Linked DNA regions of Mus musculus: region 1 is linked to region 2. A link is a contact called in public HiChIP or PLAC-seq data. All regions are on one chromosome and are shown on one strand. Each heading gives the region's core, a stretch centred on a gene start, on an enhancer-like site or on the middle of the called end of the contact. The rest is flanking DNA. Distances are from core to core; before and after follow the strand shown.

The links. HiChIP or PLAC-seq counts read pairs in DNA pulled down with a chosen protein or histone mark.
Region 1: a contact with region 2 is called in a FOXA1 HiChIP or PLAC-seq map of pancreatic cancer cells. The contact joins two enhancer-like sites. A contact is called at or near these places in 1 of 39 promoter capture datasets (the C10 cell line), 3 of 15 datasets of contacts at CTCF or cohesin (CD8 T cells, the NIH/3T3 cell line and pro-B cells), 17 of 484 Hi-C or Micro-C datasets (the C2C12 cell line, CD4 T cells, the G1E-ER4 cell line and 12 more), 16 of 115 datasets of contacts at active chromatin or transcription factors (the NIH/3T3 cell line, bone marrow-derived macrophages, cardiomyocytes and 10 more) and 1 of 9 other capture datasets (embryonic stem cells).

Annotation. Positions count from the first base shown.
Region 1 is chr4:150,869,265-150,872,921 of GRCm38.p6, reverse strand. No RefSeq gene overlaps it. Among named protein-coding and RNA genes, the nearest start is that of Errfi1, 16 kb to the right of the region's middle. Within about 2 kb of position 1,876, at least 189 of the 459 cell types and tissues checked have an H3K27ac peak or open chromatin away from gene starts, as enhancers often do. A contact at or near this core is called in the C2C12 cell line, the NIH/3T3 cell line, muscle stem cells and 1 more, where this site is marked.
Region 2 is chr4:150,693,190-150,696,639 of GRCm38.p6, reverse strand. No RefSeq gene overlaps it. Among named protein-coding and RNA genes, the nearest start is that of Gm36600, 10 kb to the left of the region's middle. Within about 2 kb of position 1,704, at least 39 of the 459 cell types and tissues checked have an H3K27ac peak or open chromatin away from gene starts, as enhancers often do. A contact at or near this core is called in the C2C12 cell line, the NIH/3T3 cell line, muscle stem cells and 1 more, where this site is marked.

The sequences.
Region 1 (3,657 bases), core at 627-3,126, 180 kb before region 2:
GCTTGCCCATCTCGCCATCCCGACATCCCTAAATCTGTTTCTGTTTGAGATCCTTATCAGTCTCGTTGCTAAACAACAAATGGCAATCTACTATTGAAAATTGGTGGATTTTTGCAAAAAGAACGCTCAGATTCATCATCAGCTAAGTTGGGAAGGGAAAAAAAATGACTTTAAAAACAAAACGCAAACTGATCTGTTTGCTGTCTTGTTTTCCTGACAGGTTCAGCTGACGCTGTCTCTGTGGCCCGCAGCTCAACTTTCATGGTATGCTGGCTGGCACTGGCTGGGAGCAGTGCAGGCCAGGGCGACAGGAAGAACCCAGGTCCTCATGAGCAGAACCGCTCCCCTACCCCCAACCCCCTTGTGCTTGCCTTGAAAGGCTGTCTCTTCAGTCCCAGGGCCACTGCACAGGATCTGGAGCGCCCGGTGCTTGGCAGACAGCAAGTTCCCGACAACTGTGAGCTGTTCACACTGAGACATCTGCAGGCAAGTCAAATGGGCCAGAGCTCTGCCACATGAGCCACCCCTGAGACAATGCCATATTGTGTGGAGGAAAACACACCGCCCTTAGCTTCCTACGGGGCCAGGTCAGTTTCTGACTCTTCTTGGGGCACATGGGCAGGTCTGTAGGTAGATGACATAGTGTGGCAGTGGTTTCAGAGAGGGGTGTGATGAAATTGGAATGTGTGTCTGGACCTTGCTGCTCTAGGGGCCTCTGCACCGTCCTTCAGTGACAGCAGACCTGTGCTTCCCCCACCCCACCCCCCACCCCCGCTTGGGCCCAGGCCACCTGGGCTCCTGCACACAGCAGACGTGTAATTAGAGGCTTCTGGGCTGGGCTGAGGCAGTACACAGGCAAGTCTGGTCCTGTGCTGGCCACCGTGGGTGCTCCTGCTACAGAGCTGGGCTCCATTACTCAGGCGGCTGCAGAAGCTGTCAGCTGCTCAGCCAAGAACCCTGATCAATGAGGGAGGAGAGACACTGTGTACAAGGACACTGGTTCATCCAAGAACATGAGGCTAGCCAGGAATTCAGAATAACAAAGTACAGCTTCCTGTGTGCTGTGCCTGAGGCGGTGCCATGGCTAGGCCAGAGGAAGGCTTGGTGCAGGCCAGAATGACACGACTCATTCTGCCTTTCACAAGAGGGGAGCGGACAAGTCATGCTGTCCCTAGGGAAGGCACTGGCTAACCCTCATGACTGTGAAGAAACCCATGGGAGGCCTGGGTTTAGATGTTTACTAAGGAATGAAGGTGCTGCCTGGATCTGTGAAGAGAATGCAGTGCACATTCCTAAGCAGCTCCATTTTGGGGGAGGGGGGGCAGATACGCGGATCCCTGTGGGTAATTGCTACAGGCTTTTGTGCTTGGGGTTCCGGGTGTCTGAACTTACAGGGTGAGAGATGACAGCATTCAAGAGGCACGCTGGCTAAGCCTCTAGCCTGACAGCAGCTCCAAGACAGGTGCCAACTAGTACTTGAAGTACATTCCTTCCCATCTGTCCCCAGCCCCCCACTCCTTACCAAAACCCCACTACTGCCATGGGGCGGTGACTTCTGAGTCACAAGGTTGCTCTGATGTAAGCTCAGGTACAGAAAAACATACACAAGTATGTTTGCTGCTTCAGATTCCAAGTAGACATCTTGAAAGCTAAGGGGAGCTTGTTTAAACGTGCGGGAGCCGCAGACTCCCCGTGGCTCGGATACAAGTATCCTGAAGTTGAATCCATACAGGTGAGACGAAGGCGAGCAAGCTCACACCCTCACAGTAAGCAGCGCTAGGCACGCCTGAACCATGTTTGTGTAGTTACAGGGAGCAAGAGGTGAGGCCAACAGTGTAGACAAATTCTGTTCTCTTCCCCTTCACCCCTCAGAGCCTCAAAAGAATGGCATGACTCACACCGAAGGGCGCAAAGGCGCCAGAACATTCTGTCAAATGACCTACACTACAAAGAAAACAAGTCCTCAAGCCATTTCTAGTTTGAAGAAATCTTATATTAGGGCAAGAATACCTCAGAGCTTTAGAGCTCAATTCAAAATGTACATTCTTGTCTTTGGGCTTTTTCTCATTTCAGGTATGGAACCTCAAGCCTCCAGCTATGCCAAGAGCGGAGACTACTCTGGAGCCAGCCAGCATCAGGACCATCTCATCAAGTGCCATGAGCACTGCATGGCTTTGCACGACAGCTTTTTAAAAGTTCCACTAGCTTTTTACAAAATGCCTGACAGAATGGCCAAATCAGTTTCTAGTTTTTATGACCAAGTATCAGTTTGCAGCTAAACAAAACATTATACAAGGATCGTGCAGATACCAACTTCCCATTTTGATAATTACCTAAGATATCACACAGGGCTGTAAAGATGGCTTAGTCGTTAAGAATACTGGCTGCTCTGCCTGAGAACCAGAGTTCAGTTCCCAGCATCCATGTAGCAGCTCATGGCTGTCAGAAACCATGATCCCACGCCATCTTTGGGCCTGTGGGCACCAGGTACTGCATGCATGCAATGCACAGACATACACAGGCAAAACTCCCAGACATATAAGTTGGAAAAAAAAAATTCAACTTGCTTGGTGTGCCGGCTGGGGAGGTATAGGTGGGCAAGTGGCTCCTGGGTGTTTTAGCAGTGTGCCATTAGCATGGGCGCCAAGGACAGTTCTTTGACCAGAAAAAACCATGAAAAGTATATCGCAAAAGTTCAAGGGAAAACACAGAAACAGGTAAGGAAATGAAGCTGGAACTAATGTAAGTACCATGGCTTCCTGTACCAGGCAATGCTCAGTGCTAGTACAAGGACACAGGCGGTTCCAGCTCGCAAGAGCCACCGCCGTTCTGGAAGAAGGGCGGTGCAGACTGCTTTCAGGCTGGAGCCTGTCATCCTAACAACTCTGAAAGCCATGTGTCTCTCCATCCCCTCCCCCGCCCCCCCTTCACTCTGGTGCCAGTTTTGGGCCCTGGCCTGTAGCTTTTAGTGTTTCTGCTAATTTCACTTCTCTGAAATGTTCCCCACACAACAGCTACTGTCATCTTTCCTAAAACAAATCACATCGTGTTCCTCTCCCACTTAGGATCTTTTGAGTTGCACCCACTGCCCTTTTCCACTGCTCAGCCTACTCGCCCGTGGCCTTCAGCTTCTGGAACGTGCCCAGCTGCTTCCTGCTTCCTGGCCTCACAGGCTTGCCTTCGTCTGCTATCACACCTTCCAAATCGCTATCTCCAACTCTGACCATCATTTCCAGGGGTCAGATGCCCTTCAGTTGCCTACCGAGTACCTTTTAAACACTTCCAAATCACATCGCCACAAACTCTCTTCTTCCCAAATCTAACACCCGACACACAGGGCCACCAGCTCTGATACAGCAGCCCAGCAGACAGCAGTGTGCAGGGCCCTCTGTGATGCCTGGCAGTGGAGAGTAAGGTCCCAGACAAACAGCAGCAAAGGCCACAAAGGGCCCAGAGTAATCCTGAAGCCCAAGAAATCTGTACAGTGAATGCTCCTTTCTACGGACTGCACAGCCCTGACCCTCAAGGTTTCCACAGAAGCACGGGACCAAGGTTACTTAGTTGTTGCAGGTAAGAACAAAAGGCTTGATTTTACCACAAAATTTCTCTCCTTTCTTCCTTTCCTTTCCTTTCCTTTCCTTTCCTTCCCCCACCCCC
Region 2 (3,450 bases), core at 455-2,954:
ATCGTGTCCAGTCTCAAAAGCACTGCTCCTTCCCAGGAAGGGCCACCATGCAGCCAAGCAGAAAGACGGGAGTCTGGAATTAGCAAAGGATGGCTCTGGGCTCAGGGCTCCTGGTGTCTGAGGACAACGTGGGCAGCCGGAGTCTTTACATTGAGAGATTTCAAAAGGCACCACAATCCATGGTCCATAGAGAGGCTTCACAGTCGGACCCACAAATGTAGAGGACTCTCCAAGGAGAGAAAGTGGGAGTGACTCTGGCTACACACACACACACACACACACACACACACACACACACACCTCATTATGTAGTCCAGGCTGGTCTTGAACTTACCATCTTCTTGCCTCCCAAGAGACTGACTCACAGGCATGTGCCACCATCTCTGGCTAAGACAGAGGAAATTGCCTACCTTTAGGAAGTCTCTGTGATATCGAGTTTTATGTCAACTTGCACAGGCTAGAATCTTCGGTTGCTTTCGCTCATAGTGTTTCTTTCATTATAGCCTCAAATTCCTGACAATCCTTCCTCGGCCTCCTGAGTGCTAGATTTCAGATATGCCCCCCCCCCCCCATGCCAACTCAAGAAATGAGATTTTAAAGGACAAATTCCTCAGGAAGGAAAGACACGTCCCAATTGTGGATAAGTGCAAGATAGGCGTCAGGAAAGCTCAGTGGATCAGGGCAGCCAAAAAGCTTTGGGGATGCTGAGATCCAAAGTTCAGGATAGCCTGGAGCTATAGAGTCGGAGCAAGGGGAATTCCTGCCCTCTGTGGCTTTTCTCTTTTCCGTGGGTTATCCATAGGCCATCTCGGTGGTCTGTGATAGCCCTAGGTGAGTGAGACAGGGGCCTGACCCACAGAGCAGGATTCAGGAGGACAGGGTGGGACTCAGTGGGCATGGAATTCTTCCTACCCAGACTCCTGTATCCCCACACACCTGACTTGAAAAGACAGTGTCATTATTAATTGCTGTTATGAAAAAATGCAAAATGGCAGGGCCAGGAACTCGGACCTCAAAGAAGAGGACTATCCCTCTCTCTGATGTCCTGGCATACCCATAGGTCTCGGGGAGTGGCTGCCACCCGAGCCTGGCTGGTGAGATGCTTAGGACAGGCACATGCTGGGTACATGTCAGGCAGGGACAGTTAGGGGATTGCCAGTGGGCACTACAGGCAGCTGCCCAGGCACTGTACTATACATGTGGTACCCTGGTGGCCTGGACCTGTCCCTGTAACCAGCTCCCTGCCCAGAGCAGGCCTGGTCTTTCTTTCTCCTCTTTAAAACCTTGTGTTTGAGGGGTGGTGCCATAGTTGGTAGAGTGCTTGCCTAGCATACGGGAAGCTCTGGGTTCGGTTCCCAGCATCACTAGCACACCTGTGATCCCAGTGCTCATCAGGGTTCAAGGTCATCCTCAGGTAAGAAGCAAGTCTGGAGCCAGCCTGGCTACTTGAGACTCTGTTTCTAAACAAAACAAATACCGTGTTTTCCAAATTAATTAATAAATTCCCCAGAGAGTGCAATGCCATACACCCTACCCCAGCTCATGAGTCCTCTAACTCTGGTGCAGTATCAGGACCCAGGGTGGTCTAAATGCATTGTGAGGAATCCTGGCTATGCTTATAAGCAGCTTGCCTCAGAGCCCTCCTCCTAGAGAGAACTTCACTCAGTGTCTGTCAGTTACACGCCTTCCGGCTTAAGTGAACCTTGAGGTTTGGCCCGGTGCTCTTGATGGTCTGGCTGGGATGGGGCAGTCTTGCCCAGCAGAAGGCTGGGGCACTGAAGCTGCCTCAGGAATAGACTACAGGTCCCGTAGCTGGATTGGAGGGCTTGGTCGTGTTGGGATCTAGGCTAGAGAAGCCAAAAATGGAGAGACTGGACTTCATCTGGGGTCTGGGGTCCAGCAGGGCCATTGGAGTTTCCCAAGGTCAACGAGAGCTATGTTTGCAGATCCACGGCTGAGGTAGAAGCTGTGAAGTTGGGAGTTGATGAGTTGTCCGGAAATGTGACAGGGTGGGGTGACCGGGCAGGAGTGATGGGCGGGGGAGGTGACTTAGGAAGTGTGTGTGGGCAGAACTAGCAGGGCTGGAACTGGTGGTAGGGATAGGGGGAGGGGGGAGGAGGAGGAGTGAGAAGGAAGAGGAGTAGGGAGGAGGAAAAGTAGGAAGAGTAGGGAGGAGGAGGAGTGGGGAGGAGGATGGGATGAGGACAAGTGAGGAAGAGGATGAGTGGGGAGGAGGGTAAGTGGGGAGGAGGGTGAGTAGGGAGGAGGGCAAGTGTGGAAGAGGAGGAGTAGGGAGGAGGGTGAGTGGGAAGAAGGGTGAGTAAGGAAGAGGGTGAGTAGGGAGGAGGGCAAGTGTGGAAGAGGAGGAATGGGAAAGAAGCATAGAGAGGAAGAAGAGTAAAAAGGAGGCAAAAGTGGAGGAAGATGCAGCTCACAGCAGATAAATGACAAAGCCTGGACCCCTCATTGAAGATGTCACAGCTGGATTTCAAAGAAGGAGGAGGAAGAAGGAAGAAAGGAAGGAAGGAAGGAAGGAAAGAAGGAAGGAAGGAAGGAAGGAAGGAAGGAAGGAAGGAAGGGAGTGTATAGTGAGAATGTTGGAATTTTGGTTTCTTTTAGAGTTTTTTGTTGTTGTTGTTGTTTGTTTGTTTGTTTGTTTGTTTGTTTTTCGAGACAGGGTTTCTCTGTGTAGCCCTGGCTGTCCTGGAACTCACTCTGTAGACCAGGCTGGCCTCGAACTCAGAAATCTGCCTGCCTCTGCCTCCCGAGTGCTGGGATTAAAGGCGTGTGCCACCATACCCGGCTTTGGTTTCTTTTAAAAACACAGAAATATTATATGAATGTCTTGTCATTTTAATCTCTGGTGTGGGATACGGGGCTGCTCCAGACTACGACTCCCCCTGTGCTTTAGGAGGGATGAGATTTTTCAACTGCAGATACTTTCTGCAATTGTGTGACATTGGAATTCTGGAGACTTTTAGAGGATACACACACACACACACACACACACACACACACACAAAGGAGAAAAAAACTAAATACCCTGATGGCAAAGATCAAACTTGCCCTAAAGAACTCAATAGCCCTAATCAGATAACATCGTGCTCAGTGAGTAAAGGCATTTGCCACCAAGCCTGGTGACACGGGTCTGATTCCCAGAACTGCATAAAGGTAGAGAGGGAGAACCAACTCAGAAATTGTCCTCTGATATCTACATATGCACCATGGTACATGTGCACCACCACGGCATGTACACACACACACACATGCACACACACGTACACTATCACATAATAAATAAGTATAAAAAATTAAAATTAAAAGGACTCTAGTCAGGGAGACAGACAACAAAAGTATACGCAATGCATATGTGACACAGATTGCATGGGAATCTGAAAGTGCAGTGGGCAGCCAGGACTGCAGGGGGAGACACTGGGAGAAACCTGGGGC